Regions from separate parts of the Gossypium hirsutum genome. Here region 2 is linked to region 1. A link is a contact called in public Hi-C data. All regions are on one chromosome and are shown on one strand. Each heading gives the region's core, a stretch centred on a gene start, on an enhancer-like site or on the middle of the called end of the contact. The rest is flanking DNA. Distances are from core to core; before and after follow the strand shown. Region 1 has its middle 8.9 kb from the start of LOC121216478. Region 2 holds the start of LOC121202939 (2-dehydro-3-deoxy-D-gluconate 5-dehydrogenase).

Region 1 (7,595 bases), core at 3,016-5,515:
CTAAAATTATGGCTCATTCAAACTCCATGTTATGGCATGGGATAAAATAGATCTTCTTTGCTCTAACTTCTTCTATCTATTGTCATATGTCTTTAAACAAGGCAAGTGAAGCATACTAAAAGTTTTCAAGAAATCGTTATTTGATTGAATATCTTCACCAATCGTGATTTAAAAGTAGCTCAATATCCCTTAAAAAAGGGTGTAGAAAAATAATCATTTTCCTCTTATCTAGATATGCCAACAAAATTAAGTAAGTTTCAACTCACTGTGCAACTGAAAACACTATCAAAGTTGAGTTAGGGCCTCAAACGTGCATAAAATTCTTTTATTGTTATTTTCTTTATCCACAAAATTTGAACTTAAAATATTATTTACAATATATTTTGGTTGTTGCAAAGGACTTAATTGTCTATTTGGATGGTAACCTTAGTTTCTAACCCTCTGAGGTCATCCTTCTGATATATTATTAAAAAATAAAGTTAAAAATTTTGAAAAAATGAAATTAATCATGGGATCACTACCACCCTCAAACGTCAAAATCTGCCAAAAAAAAAAGAGAACACATTTGTTGAATTTAGTGATACTGCACTATATAAGTGGGTCCCTAGTCAAGTGTTGTTCAGTTCTGACAATTCAAAATTCACATCAAACATGGAGTGATACCTCATCAAATATAATATTTCTCTAGAAATTGACACTTGAAGACTCATCAATGTAGGAAGAAGGACGATGATTTGCACATTTCTTAAAACACCCTCTTCATTTTTTTTACGCAATGTCATTTTCAGCACATAGGATCCTTAAACATAAGAAAATTAAACAGAATGATTATTTGAAAAATATTCTTTTGATAAAATGAAAGAGGGGATGCTTAGGTTGGTTTAGCTTCCCTGCATTTCTAAAGTTTAATAAGGTAAGGGAAAGTAAGACACACTTGTTAAAGTCTCTAAATTCTTAGATTTAGTGGATGCCAATGACAGCTTGAGAAAAAAGACTATGGTGTCCAATTTCATTTCTTAAATAGTTAACTGTAAGAATATTTTTGTATTTCTTGCTTTGAAAGTGATTTGTTCCATATCTGGTGTCCATTATTTTATTAATATATTTAGCCTATATGATTGAATAGAAAACTCCCAACTTTATATCTTAATCCTTTTAAAACTTGATCACGATAGCTAAACCAAATGTAGTGATGTTATTGTAATTGGTATATTAAAATTTCACAGCAACTTGAAAATAATAATGATATGGTGAAAATTTTCCATTTAAATCTTTAATTCAAACCAATCACGAGTTCTATCCTTACACAAGTCACCCCAATTAGACTGCAAAACTCCCATCTTTGTATTTCTCAAGTTGAATCAAATCATGCAGTGATCATAAATCTAACAACTGTATTTCCTTTCTTTGGTCAACAAAATCTAACCACTTTTGCTTCATATGGGGCAAGATATGAATTCTTTTGTTGAGGTAATTGGTCCAAGCTCACTTTTACTTTCCGGTTGGCATGGCATAATTTTTGGGACCCTTTTTCGCTATTGAACTTCAACAATGATTATATAAGAAGAAGAATAACTTGTATTTCAACTAGTGTCTAATTTAATTAAATCATGCAATCTATTGTTTTTAAACAAAAAACAGAATAAGTTGTATTTAAGCTTAAATCACTTCATGTCCATGATAATGACTTACATGGTATCTATATCACAAAACTTTGTCTTTATTCGTATGAATATGATTATATAATCCATGCAATTCTTGGTCACCATTGTGGGGATACCATTGCATTACATACAAATCCCCTTTTAGTTAGTTTTCTCCCTTTTCTTTAATCATTCTCCCAAACTTGATTATTAAGCAACTTGAGGATGGTTTTGGGATGGATCATTGAAGAAATGAGGGCATATATAGATATATTTATTTATTATTTACTTCTTCTACTTACCTGTTTTTTTCTTTTTCCTTTTTAAGGAATGGCCTGTCGACTTACTACAAACTCATTTAGTATTATTATTGTTACAGCAATTTAAAAGTCGTGAGTTTAAATTCACTTAAATATGTTTAGGATTTGATGTTTATAGGTTTAGGAGATGTATCCAGGAAAAAAAATTTTGTTAGGTCAAATTCTACAAAAGATTTCTGTACTATGTTTTCTCTCTCTCTCTTTTCTTTTTGTAAATTTAATTCATTTACTATAATTTGATACTTTCTAATCTCTCTACTTTTTAAAATATGTAATTTTAGTCCTAAAGCTAATATTTTCTGTTAATTCTTTTAAAATGTAAATAATATTTTTATTTGTACAAAAAACAAATAATGTATATATGTAAAACCACTGCATTTAAAAAACACAACTACATTAAATTATTTTATCAAATTTACATCCGAATTGAAAATGTGTATTTAAAAGTAAAAGAAAAAACTGAAACTATAGTAGAGAGATTAAATTTGCCAAAAAAATTTTCAGACTACAATATAATTTTATAGAATGTGAGCACTTTGTTTATTTGTGGAGAAGAGCACTTCCTTTGGGCTGTGAAGATAACTATGGTTAGAATGGGTATATGTGTATGTTAGGGATCGCATTGCTTGTCAGACGTGCTTCCTATCATGTAGACGAAGGGGACCTCCCCTCTTGGAAAGCTTAGCTTAACTGTGGAAAGAAAATTATCAAAACCAACCTCACATGAATTCAAAGATTGAATGGTAAGGTAAAACATCTAATTTTTTATTTCTTTATTATTATCTTTTAACACTTAATGTTCCTATTAAGAATTGTGATAAGCTTGGATCTTTGTTTGTTTTTTTAATAATTTTCCATTCCTACTCCAATCCTTATCAAAAGTTTTGTTTCTTCCCCCCATTTGAATGCCAAGCTCTCACCAACATAGCAATTCGTTTTGGTAAATAATTCCAAGGGCCTAATAATTCGAAAGCAAATAATCAAATATTTATAGCTATTTGGTTGGCATGCAATGCATACAAAGTGTAATTTTTTATTGTCTTTTTTTAAGCATTTAGCAAAGGCATGATAATCTAAATTGGAAATTAAATACCCATAGTAGCAAACTTTCAAGTGAAAGTTGATAGGCCTCTAGCTAGTTTATTTCTTCATCGAATTAATATCTCTTGTACAATACTGCTATTAAGTTGTACAATACTGCAACTTGGTGCTGGGTTATTCATCAACGTGAAGGAAAGTTGCAGCACATAATTAGAAAATGGAGAGGCCCCCACCAATTGATGAGCACCAAAAAAGCCAGAATCTCTTACGGTACCAAATGCCTCTTTTTGATAAGATATACATGGACCTAACCATTATCCTTGCATACCATCTACACATTTGAGCAATATATCAACTATCCCTTTCTCTTTTGATTTTATATTTTGTTTTTTTCTCTACAAAAGACAGCAATTTAAAAGATAAAAGCAAAAGGTTATAGATATTACTTATTAAAATAATTGTATAAATTAGTTTGGAATTTTTCTATTCATTTTTTTTTTCTTTCTTCTTTACTACTACCAATAATTTCATTTTGAAACAATGTCATATTGGTTGCATATACATAAATTCCATTGATCTGATGGGTAAAGGAAAAAAATTTGAGTGAACGATGAGATTGGACGAGTTGTGAAAATTGATTATAACGCAGAAAATGGATCGCGGGGCCACTTTGTGAGAATGACAATCTATGTGAATCGGGAAGTTCGGTTGAAGCCAAAGATCAGAATTGATGGCACTCTCCAAAGAGTGGAATATGAGGCTTTACCAAACGTTTGCTTTGATTGTGGTAGATACGATCATGTCCAAGACGTTTGTCCGTCGTTAGGGGGCCGTGATAAGGGAAGAGAAGATGATTCACGGAAGAATTTTGATACGGCGGAGTTGAACTGCAGAGTAGAGAAGTTTGGGTCTTGGATGCTTGTGGGAAGGAAGCAAAGACGAAAAGCTCGTAATGGAAGAGAGCAAAACACATGATTAGATGCCGAAATTTCATGAGGGTCAAGATTTTCAGTTTTAGTTAGAACCCAAAATCAGGGAGCAATTGATGAAGTCGCCGATCACGAAAAAAATATCTCAAGTTTTAATGCAAAAAGATAGTAACGTCACTAGTGTGAACGCATGTTTCGCTTTTAAGGGAAAGTCAGATGGGTTAAGCAAGAAACTAGGAGATCGGGCCAAAGGGAAAGGGGTATTATTTAGTGGGCCAAATAAACCTGTTATGGTCCTTATGCCTATGAATATTAATAGGGCCAACCCATCTGTAGTCCAAGAGAATGTGGGATTTGATGATGGATCACCGATAGGAGCTCATACATCTACAATTGGTAATGTCTTTACCAATTTGGAACCATAGCTGTCGAAACTAGCCTAGGCAAGGAGAAAAACCATGTGATACGGTTTGGGGAGAATATTTGTCATACCCAAAAACAGGGTTAGAAGATATTGAGTTGTGTTTGGGTGTGAGATTCTAGGTTTGATTCATTTTCTTTAAAATTTTAGTTATTTTTGTCTTACCCTTGAACCTTAAGCATCCAGCTTATGTTTTATTTTTGCGCAAATGACAAAAAGAATGAACTTGTTGGTTCAGTGGTAAGACTTTAGTTTACCTTTAAGTCTTGTGATTAAATTCTTGCATAAGTAAAACAAAATTAAATTTTTAGTTCCTGACATTACGCTGCCGCTGCCTTATGTCAGTTATTGAGTTAAATTCAAACTTTGGGAAAAACTGAATAAAATTTGTTGGTTAGTTATTTTCATCTATTATTATTTTATTTAATTTTTGAATTTTCCATTCCCAAAAACAAATTGTTTGTTTTGCCCCACGTTTCCTTCACCCTATTATTATTCTTTGTCTTTTCTTTTATTTTTTATCTCTTTCACATTTTCCCCTTTCAGCTTTCTTGTCTTTTCTTATATCGTCTCTTCTTTCTGTTTGTTCTTTTATTCCCTTGGATTTTCTACCTTTTTTCCTTATTACTTTCAATTTTTTTCACCCTCTTGCTAATTAGTTCATGAGAATTGTGCGAGGTAAGTATTTTAGGGTTAGATTCGTCTGCTTGTTGTGGAGTTTTTGCGATTATGGAGTAAGTTTGCTATTTTCTTTGTGTAACACGATTTTTTTCTTTGAAACCTTTGGTTTAGGTGATGTTTCTTTAACTAATAGTCTTCCGAACAATTAAGGGATTATTAAGAATGCCCCTACCATTTTGGGTGAGTAATTAAATGCTCGAAAGGCTTATTTCCAGTTTATTAAGGCCTAAAGTTAGGGGGTTGTGCCAAATTAGTAGATTTGATTTAGTGTTTTGTTCCTAAAATGTTCTTTTTAAATATCTGTTTTAGGTTTTGGCATCTTTGCCAAGGTGTTAGCATTGGAAAACGACTAGGTGTGTAACGAAAACTCGAGAAAATAGTGATCGACGAAAGTCGAAATTGGGATTGTTGATGCCAAACAGTCGTGTAACGGGTCATATGAGTCACATGGTCTAAGCTATTTGGGCCATGTAAGCCACACAGGCGTGTATGAGACCGTGTGCTAGGCCGTGTGGGCCACACGACCATATGGGCCCATTTTTAAAAATTTCCATTTTGACCTGATTTGATCCGTGAATCATAATTAGCCTCTCCATAGGGTCCATACCGCTTAAATAAGACTTGAAAACAAGGTATCTGTAAATATCTTTCTGTCAAGAATATGAATGCATGTTCAACATGCTTATCATTCTGTTTTAGTTTATGCATGACATGTCACATTGCATGGGGTTGGGATATTATGATATGGAGGAAGTTCTGGCAATTTAATGATCTGCATTAGCTGGTGGTTTATCCACATTTCTGTCTGACAGCTTGTCTGCATTTATGGTGGCTTGATTGCAATATAGTGACTTGTCCACATATATCCAATTTGGCAGTTTTTAACTACAACCTCTAGTGACATTGACCACAACTATTCTGTTGGTGTGATGGGATGGATGAGTCTAGGGAACTCTATTTGGTGTGTAGCGGAGTTGGGTAGGATATTTTTTGAATAAAATATGCATTAGGTTTTCTGAAAAATATTGCATTGGCATAAGCAAGCATTCTCAGTTTGCTCACATGATTGTTATAAAATTCTCTGTGATTCTGTTAATTTTTGGTTGTTTTATTTGAGTTTGTTGCACACTAAGCTTTATAGCTCGCCCCTTTGTTTAATCTCTGACTTTTTAGGTAATCTTTAGACTTAGACCGAACGGTGTGCAGGAGCTCGGATTGATTCTCGATTTATAAAATAAGATAATTTATGTTTTTAATTATTTTGGACTATAAATTTGTTTAGACTTTATTTTTGGTTTTTATTCCGTTTGTTTGTTTTTGAGTATTTTAGCATGAAACTGCAAAACCTCGCGGGTTAACAATTTAAAATCCAGTTTCCAAAATTAAAACTCTGGAAAATTTTCCGCTGTAAAATTAAGTAACCCCTAAAGAGTTTTTCTGTCAATAAACAAATAGTTTTAACGAGTGTTTGTCTTTAAGCTGGAAATGATTTGCTAAAATTAATGTTTTTAAAACACGATTGTGAATTCAAATTTTGGGTTTGAGTTAAGTGATTCTGGGTTTAAGTTTTTTAAACATTTTTAGAAGTTTTGCCAATTTTAACACTTTTGAAAATGCACACTAAGTTTTATTAAACCAAAAATTTTAAACAAGCTGATGTAATTTCTCAAAATCCAGTCAAGACGTCTAGGCTGGGTTTGGGGTTTTTCAACATTCGACTTGGAGATAGCCAACAAGTTATGGGTTAGGATCGCTCAGGTGGTTAACACCCTCCAAAGCTTCAAAGATAGAAAAATAAATTAGAAACATTACCTTGGATGAAGATGCTCTACTTTCTAGTGCCTCGGGGCTAAGACATTAGTCTCGCAAATCATGCGACCTTAGGAGATTTTTTTGCTCTAAATCTGCCTAAGTCAGACTAACTCTCACAAAATATTCTCGTATAAATTCTTTAAGGAATTGAAATATAGCAAAAGCAAACTCAAAATAAAATAGCAACAAAAAACAAAAAAAAACCAAATGAAAAATAGCGCATACAAAGTGTTTGAGTAAATGCTCTCAAATATATTCACAAGTATGAATGGAATGATTACAAATGAGGGGAAAGACCTTTATTTATAGTTGAGCTCCCTCAAAACCAATGGTATATATTGAGTTACATCGATGGTCATGTAACACTCTAAATCGGTTTCTGTCACCGAATTGGGGTCATAGAGTATTACGATAACATTTCAAACATTTAACATTATTTACAAACTATATTTAATCATAATTACAACTAATCAAATCACATTGCATTCATAATTAAACATATGCTTATGGGCCTTAAACCGAGTTAACGGAGCCCAAAAAACAAGTTTGGAAACATTCAGGGGTCAATTCAGAACAAAACAGTAAAGTTAGGAAAAAAGTTGAAAATTTCAAAAATAGGGGACACACGGCTGTGTTTCACAACCCAGACCATGCGGACATTCGAAGTCCAGACACATGACCGTGTCGCAGGCCATGTGCCTGGCCGTGTGTGCATTCAATGTTGGGTCACATGATCGTGTCGCAGGTT
Region 2 (7,595 bases), core at 2,404-4,903, 110 kb after region 1:
CAGCAACCATATGGCCCGATGCCCATGATCTGGCCTGAGCACTTTCTCGGCCTTTACCACGGCCACGTGTACCCCTTTCGCGAGTACCTATTGTGCTCATTTCGATATGCGCTCTATTTGATTAAAAAGTCTTATGTATCAGCTTATAATTTCAATAATTATTAGCAAATGTATTATGAAAAATAGTTATTAGGGGTTTGTTTCTGCGGATTGAGGTTTCACTACAGTTTACAGTCTCCTATAGTTTCAGTTTCACTCTAACTTAAGAGTTTCAGTACGGTCCTACTATTTATAGTAAACCCTCAATATTTTTCAGTTTAAGCAGTTTACAATACATAGAAACTTACAAATTCGGTGCTGGAGACTCGGTGTGCCATACTTGCAACCTTCATAAATAATTCAAAACTATTTTTCAAAAATTCCACATATTTTCAAACTCATTCCACAGTCGAGTTTTGTAACCTGGTTCTGATACCACTAAATGTAATACCTCAAACCTGGTCAAGACGTTACGATCGAATCTGACATGTCACATAGAAGTGTTTTACGAAACCAAAGTTTGATGGGGAAATTCGTTCAATAAAAATCCATTTATTTCTTACTTCTTAGCACCATTTGGTAAGTTTAAAAAAAACATCACACGGTAAAACAGTTTGTTATTGCAGGTTTAAAATTCGTGGAAGCTATTCCATATACAGATATCTTGTGGTTGAAAAAAAATACGTGTTTGCCTTGAAAAACTATTTTTTGTTGTGAAATCTTATTTGTATCAATTAAACAGTTCAAAATAAGCAATTATAACCCAATTAACCGAAAATTAAAATGCCAAAAGCCTTATTACATAAAAATCACCCAAAGTAAAAATTTAAATAACTGGTCTAGAATAAAATATTAGCGAATGTGTGGCCACCTGCGAGTCCCACGTGTCTCCAAATCATCTAAGGTTGGGGATTACCTGCATGGTCAAAAGAAAAGGATGAGTTACAAGAACTTAGTGTGTAATCCCTTAACACGCAGTAACAGTCTAGGCCTGAGCCCTATTCAGTATTAGTACAGTGTGGGACTTAGCCCAATATAGAAACAGTGTGGGTCTAAGCTTGATACAGTATCAGTATGATGCAAGTATGTGAACCCACCCCAATCCAGCCAGCACACTACCCATACCAACCCAACACACCATGTGGGGACTAAGTCGACCCACCCAGGCCACACACCAATATTGCAGCATAGCTTCCAGTAATAATAATACAGCAGAGCTGCTAGTACAGTATCTGTGGCAAAGCCACCAGTAACAATAATTGTGGCAGAGCCACCAGAAACAGTACTTCCTCCACAATAAAATCCCAACACCATGCAGTATGTCATGTCATAAATTATTCGTGTATGCAGAATTTCTTACTCAGTAACCATCATATCTATATATCATAGAACCCTAGCAGTCATTTTACCCTAACGGAAGTATTATGGTAATTTTACCCATCGAGGGTATTTTGGTAATTTTACCTATTAAGGGTATTTCAGTAATTTTAACGACCTTTTTGAAGGTCTACAGTTGCCTAGAGTAACATAGATGATTCATTTGGTCGAAGCCACGTAATTGGGTTCAAAGCCCACTATTCGATCCAATTGGGCCACACGCTCGTGTGGCCCGTTTGGCCCAAATTCAATCTCGATTATGTGACCTACGTAGCCCAATACATTTTTTGCTACTTTTCATAACTTTTATCTGTGTGGGGCCCACGAGCCCATTAGGCCCACACGGCCTATTTTGGCCCAACAAGGCTCATAACGGCCCAAGTGTACGAGAACACTCGCAGTGGTTTCTCCATACAAGCGATCGCACGCTCGTAAGTCCTCAGATGCCGAAGTTTCGACTTTCAGCTTTTGCCGATTCTTAGCGGAGATAATGTGGTTACGCACCTATTGCGAAAATATGCTAAGATCCACGAGAACTCCAAACCTAAACAACCAAGATACACCATCAGTCATTTAATCAATAGGATTTAGATAACTCCTTTCAATACTACTATCCAAAATGATTTAATACTTGCCTTGATCGACAAATGTGGCTTAGCCCACTTAGATCGCTGGTTAGGATTGATTACCCGTTGCTTGCCGACTATCTGCGTTACAAGTGCAATCTTATTAGACACGATTGTCTAAACCCAAAGGTTGATCATACACACAAAACTCCTAGGTAAAAAAAAGTAGCATTCGGCCACAAAGTATACAACGAACACACTCTAGATTGAGCACAATAATAGCAACAGGGTTACCTTCAGATGAAAAACAATAGAAACGTTTAGAAATGCTTCAGTATTTATTGAGTACTCCTTCACTCCTTACGGAATTCTAGAACCCGAAGAATACAATCGGTAACAAGAGAGTCAAGAGGAGAAATAAGTATTTGGCTTTTAGAAAGGTCTAAAGGAACCAAGTTTGAGTGAAAAGAGTGAACACAACCACTTACCGACTTATTAGAATCTTTGCAAAAGATCGACGCAAAGATGGCTTAACAGTAGTGATATTCGACTAGCCTAGAATAGGAGATGAACAGAAGACAAAAGAGAGAGAAAGGAAAGGTTCAACCTTTAGAGAAAAAGAAAGAAGGGTGGAGGCTTCGGCAGATGTTGGTACAAAAGTGAAATAAGGAAATGGTCAATTGCAAGCAATGAGAAAGAAAATAAAAAATGCACAAGTGGTCAGTTAATATTTCGACACTTAAGAGAAAAGAAGATAGAACACACCACTACTACAGGGCCACAAGCTTTCTTATGTCTTTTTTCCTCTACAATTATTCTTAAGGCCTTCAGGTCAAAATCAAGGTTCACTTAAGAGAAAAACCAAAATTTTGCTAGAGCCTAAATTTAATCCCAAGACTTTTCACACATTCCCAAACACACCCAAATCACTCAACCACAGAAGCAAACACATAATTGTGTCAAACATCAAAAATTTAAAGACCCTATATTTTTAGGGCGTTACAGTGCCCCATTTTAGCCGTTCATCATAAGGTTTTGTCTTTTGTTTTCAAAACAAAATCATTTGAGAAATTAGTTTAAATATTATTATATAATTTATAAAATTATTATTTACTCTCTTTTTTTTTTGCTTTTTATATTTTTATGAACTTTCTAATTTTTTTTTGTTGTAGTGTGAATTGAGAATCAATATCAATAGTCTAATCAGGTGTTCTATTATTTTTATGCTACTATATGCATTGATTTTGTATGAATAATTTTATTTTTCTAGAAAATAGGCTATTGGGAATTTCATGAAATAAAAATAATTATAAAGAAAATTAATGGGATCTAAAATAGCCTAAATTTATTCGTAATAATTGTTAGAGTTTTTACCGAAACTTAAATTATACATATTCAAATTTTGTTATCTCTATTCTCCTTCACATGATTATATTATATTTATAAAATAAATTAATATTTATTAATAATATAAAATATAACAATATAAATTAAAATAAAAATTTATCTTTTGTATTTTATAGTGAGAGAAGGTAAATTAAAAATGTAAAATTTTAAGAAAATTTAAAAATAAGCTGAATTTGGAATAGCTTTAAATTTTAAAATTCTTCATTATTTACTAAAACAAATAAATTTATTTTAAAATGTATAATATATTGACAAAAATAAAAACTCTTTTATCTTTTTCAAAACAAAAGAAAAAAACACTTTTCAGGAAAGTTATCTAAAGCAGATGAAGGCATTCACGGAAGCGCAAAGGAATAGACCTTTTGTTTGTGCCTCGCAGATTTTTGTTTCCATTTTTGCTACCAGTTACCAATAAACACCAATTAAAAACCATAAAAGCACAATCATCTAGGCTACCTTCAAAAATCTCTCCAACCCACTACCTTGATTCATTTCATCAGCAGCGTTATATATATATATATAGGTAACGAACCTTTTTTGTTGTTTTGTAGCTTTGGATTTACTTTCTGGGTTCTGTTTGATTTTGTTGTTTCTTGATGTTTTCTGGGTGATCAGCAGTTGTGTATTGAGAATGGAGAATCTAGCAAAGAACGTGTTGATCACTTCAGATGGAGATGAAATTTCAGTGAACATTGCTTTGCATTTAGCCAAACGTGGTTGCAGGTTATAAGTTTCCTAGTTTAGATGAGTTGATGTTTTGCATATACTTGGGGTTCTTTCATTTATGATCAAAATAGAACATTTTCCAATTCTTGATTTACTGTTGTTTCTTGATTCAATCCAATATCCATGTGATTAGGTATACAGTTGGTTTTGATTGTTCATGAAATGAAGCAAAAGTTGGTTTTGATTAGGTTGGTATTAATGGGGAATGAGTGCTCCTTGAGGAGTGCCAAACAGAAAATAATGGATTCAATTATGAATGTGGTGGTCCCAGAGCCAGTAGCGGTGGTTGGCTTGGACATGGATGATGAAAGAGAAGGAGCTTTTAATGATGCAGTGGATAAAGCATGGAGAGCTTTTGGACACTTGGATGCTCTTGTCAATTGTCATGCTTACGAAGGTGGGTATCTATTTCTATTTGGATTTGCTATCAATATCATCTCTGCTGATATTTTTTGCAATTCATAGTTGACGTGGCATATAAAATGTTCATATTTATATTATCCTGACGCTTTGAGTTTTCAACAGTGAACCACCACGCTAAAATTACTATACCGGTCCCTATATTTTTCTTTAAATTTCATTTTAGCCTCTTTACCAAAAATTATGCAAAATGATCATTATACCTTAAATGAAGCAGCGAAATAGTTCATCTGTTAAACTGTCTACTAATTTTTATTTATGTTTAACTTTTTAAATGTGTTTGATTTTTTTAAAAGAATTTTTTTTTTGCATTTCTAATTTTTCTAAAAGTAGAATATTTTATAAAAATTGAAAATAAAAACATGTACTCTTTTAAAATTTTAGAATTTTTTATTTTTTATTTTTTAAAATTTTAAAATTTAGAATTTTTTTTATAATTTTGGAATTATGCTTTTTATTTGTGGTTTTTAAATTTTTTTTTATGATTTTTTAGAATTTTTGGTCGTGTAAGTAAAAAATAAAAGGTAGATGGTTAAAATAGAAGAGTAGTGCTAAAATGAATAAATGTGTAAAGCTGACAATTAAATTTGTTATTATGTCTTATATATAAAGTGCCAACATAAGTATTTAACAACGCAATTTTAATGGAGAGGCTATTTTGTTCATTTATGATCAATTTGTTCTTTTTTAGTAGAGGGGTCAAAATGCAAACCAAAGTATAGTATAGGATTCGCTATGATACTTTTACAAAAAAAAAATGGTATAAAAATTGGGTAAATGACACTAGTAGTCACCCAATTATTAATAAATTTCTTTTTTGGTCACCCAACTATGAAACATTTAGTAAATTTCTTTTTTAGTCACCAACTATGAAAAGTTACAAAATGGTCACCCAACTATTCAATTTTATCTTTTTTGGTCACTAGCTGGCTAACAATGACAGCTTTTAAAATTGACATGTAGAAGATTTAACCCTCGACATTTATACATTATGTCAATTTAGTCTTGATTCTAAAAAATCTAACCCTCAACATTAACACATTGTCTAATTTGGTCCCTTTTTTTTATAGTTTGGCTTTTCTTTGTGATCCTTCACCTAAAAAGTTAAAAAAATTATCAACTAAATTTGATTGAAAATATACAATAAAATAAAAACACTAAAAAATCCGAGATAATAATTTTCATCTTTTCTTATTCTTTTAAAATTGACCCTTAATGTTCTAAAGAAAAACAAAATTGGAAAAAAAAAGGCTAAATTACACAATGTATAAATATTGAGGGTTAAATTTTTTTAGAATCAAGACTATATTGACATAATTTATAAATGTTGAGGGTTAAAGTTGTTATTATGCCACTTCTAAAAGTTGTTATAGTTAGCCAGCTGGTGACTAAAAAAATAAAATCGAAGAGCTGAGTGATTATTTTGTAAATTTTCATAATTGAATTACAAAAAAAAAATACTAATAGTTTGGTGGCTACTAGTGTAGTAGTCTACCCTTAAAATTTTTGGGTAATATGAGATTCTTGGGATATAAGGATTTTGTACATAAATGGGTTAGAACTTCAAGGGTCATCGGTAATATTATTTAGGTAAACTATGTAAATAGTCATTCAAGTATTAGTATATTTTTGTTTTGGTCATCCAAGTTTAAAAATTTGTATTTTACTCAATAATGTTATCGAAATTTAATATTTTTGCAACTTCTCTATTAAATCACTAATGAAATGTTGGTGCAACCTTTTTTATTGACACAATAACAAATTTAGACCTCCAATGTTTGTAGATTTTATCAATTTTTTACTAATTCTAAAAAAAATTCAACAAATTTAATCTTCAACTTTTTACATTATGTCAATTTAGTCTTGATTCTTAAAATTCAAAAGAAATTTTAAATAACTTTAAAAATAAAAAAAATCATTTAAAATTTCATTTTTCCGATAAAAATACATAAGATTTTATAAAAATAATAAAAAATATTTATAGATAAATAAATATCTATTTTTCTCATTTTCTAACATGAATTTATTTATTAAAATGATAATTTTATATATAAAACAATTTAAGAGAAAAAAACTCATGAAGAAGAATTAAGCAGATTCAACTTTTCCCTTCTTTCAATATTAATGACCACTATGTTCATGTTGGGTTAAAACTTACTACCTAAGGTCGAAAAGGATAAGAATTAGTGTTTTTAGGTTGTTACCTAGAATGAGTTTATTGCGTTTGAGGTTGTACTGAAGGGCATGCATGATTGGATATATAGGTGAGAATGAGGTCCTAGAGACCTAGTAGGTGGGAAGGCTATGCTGGTAGCTCCACAATTGGTTCCTAGTTCAATGGCATGACGATAGAGGATGTGGAAATTGAGGAGTTTGGAGTAATGATTATTGGTGTAGATGGTTGTGGTTGTGGATGAAGGCGATACCCAATGCTCGACAAATTTGGCAAAATCTAAGGAACAAGGCTAGATGTATAATAAATAGATTATTACTTTTAAAATAAAACTAAGAAAGGGGAAAGTTTGAATCTAATTTAAGTCTTGTTTATGGGTTTTTTAAGAAAATAATTTATTTATAAAACTAGTATTTTAATGTATTAATTTATTTATAATTTGTATGTAATTTTATAGAAAATAAAATTTTAATATATATTTTTTTACTTTTAAAGTTTTTTTAATTTTGATTTTTAATAATCAAGGCTAAATTGATAGAATGTATAAAGCCGGGGTTGATTTTATTAAATTTTTTAGAATTATGATCAAATTGATAAAAAAAATATAAACATTGTAGAATTAAATTTATTATTATGCTAATAAAACGTCACGGCAATATTCTGTTAGTAATTTAACGGATAAATAAATAAAATATTTAATTTTAATAACATTAATAATTAAAATAGATTTTTTTAAAAATTTAGGTGAGTACGACAATAACTGAATTACTATTTATAGTTTACATTCTATTCAGCTATTGACTGAAGTCCAAAGATTATTTAGACGATAAGTTTATAAATAGCATAGGTCAATTTTGGGGGAAGAAATATAAAAACAACCTTCACCA

What was found. A called contact is a pair of places that touch in the nucleus more often than the background predicts.
Region 2: a Hi-C map of hypocotyl shows a contact between it and region 1, with 1.7 times the contacts expected there. The contact joins the promoter of LOC121202939 here to the enhancer-like site in region 1. A contact is called at or near these places in 3 of 34 Hi-C or Micro-C datasets (hypocotyl and leaf).

The regions. Positions count from the first base shown.
Region 1 is chrD04:15,753,971-15,761,565 of Gossypium_hirsutum_v2.1, forward strand. No RefSeq gene overlaps it. Among protein-coding and RNA genes, the nearest start is that of LOC121216478, 8.9 kb to the right of the region's middle. Within about 2 kb of position 4,266, at least 8 of the 9 cell types and tissues checked have an H3K27ac peak or open chromatin away from gene starts, as enhancers often do. A contact at or near this core is called in hypocotyl and leaf, where this site is marked.
Region 2 is chrD04:15,860,469-15,868,063 of Gossypium_hirsutum_v2.1, forward strand. It overlaps LOC121202939 (2-dehydro-3-deoxy-D-gluconate 5-dehydrogenase), which reads left to right and starts at 3,654. Exons shown (of 5, transcript XM_041092058.1): 1 at 3,654-3,912; 2 at 4,008-4,112; 3 at 4,304-4,512. The coding sequence starts at 4,021. LOC121216392 (a long non-coding RNA gene) reads right to left here and starts at 1,962. Exons shown (of 2, transcript XR_005912581.1): 1 at 1,921-1,962; 2 at 820-955.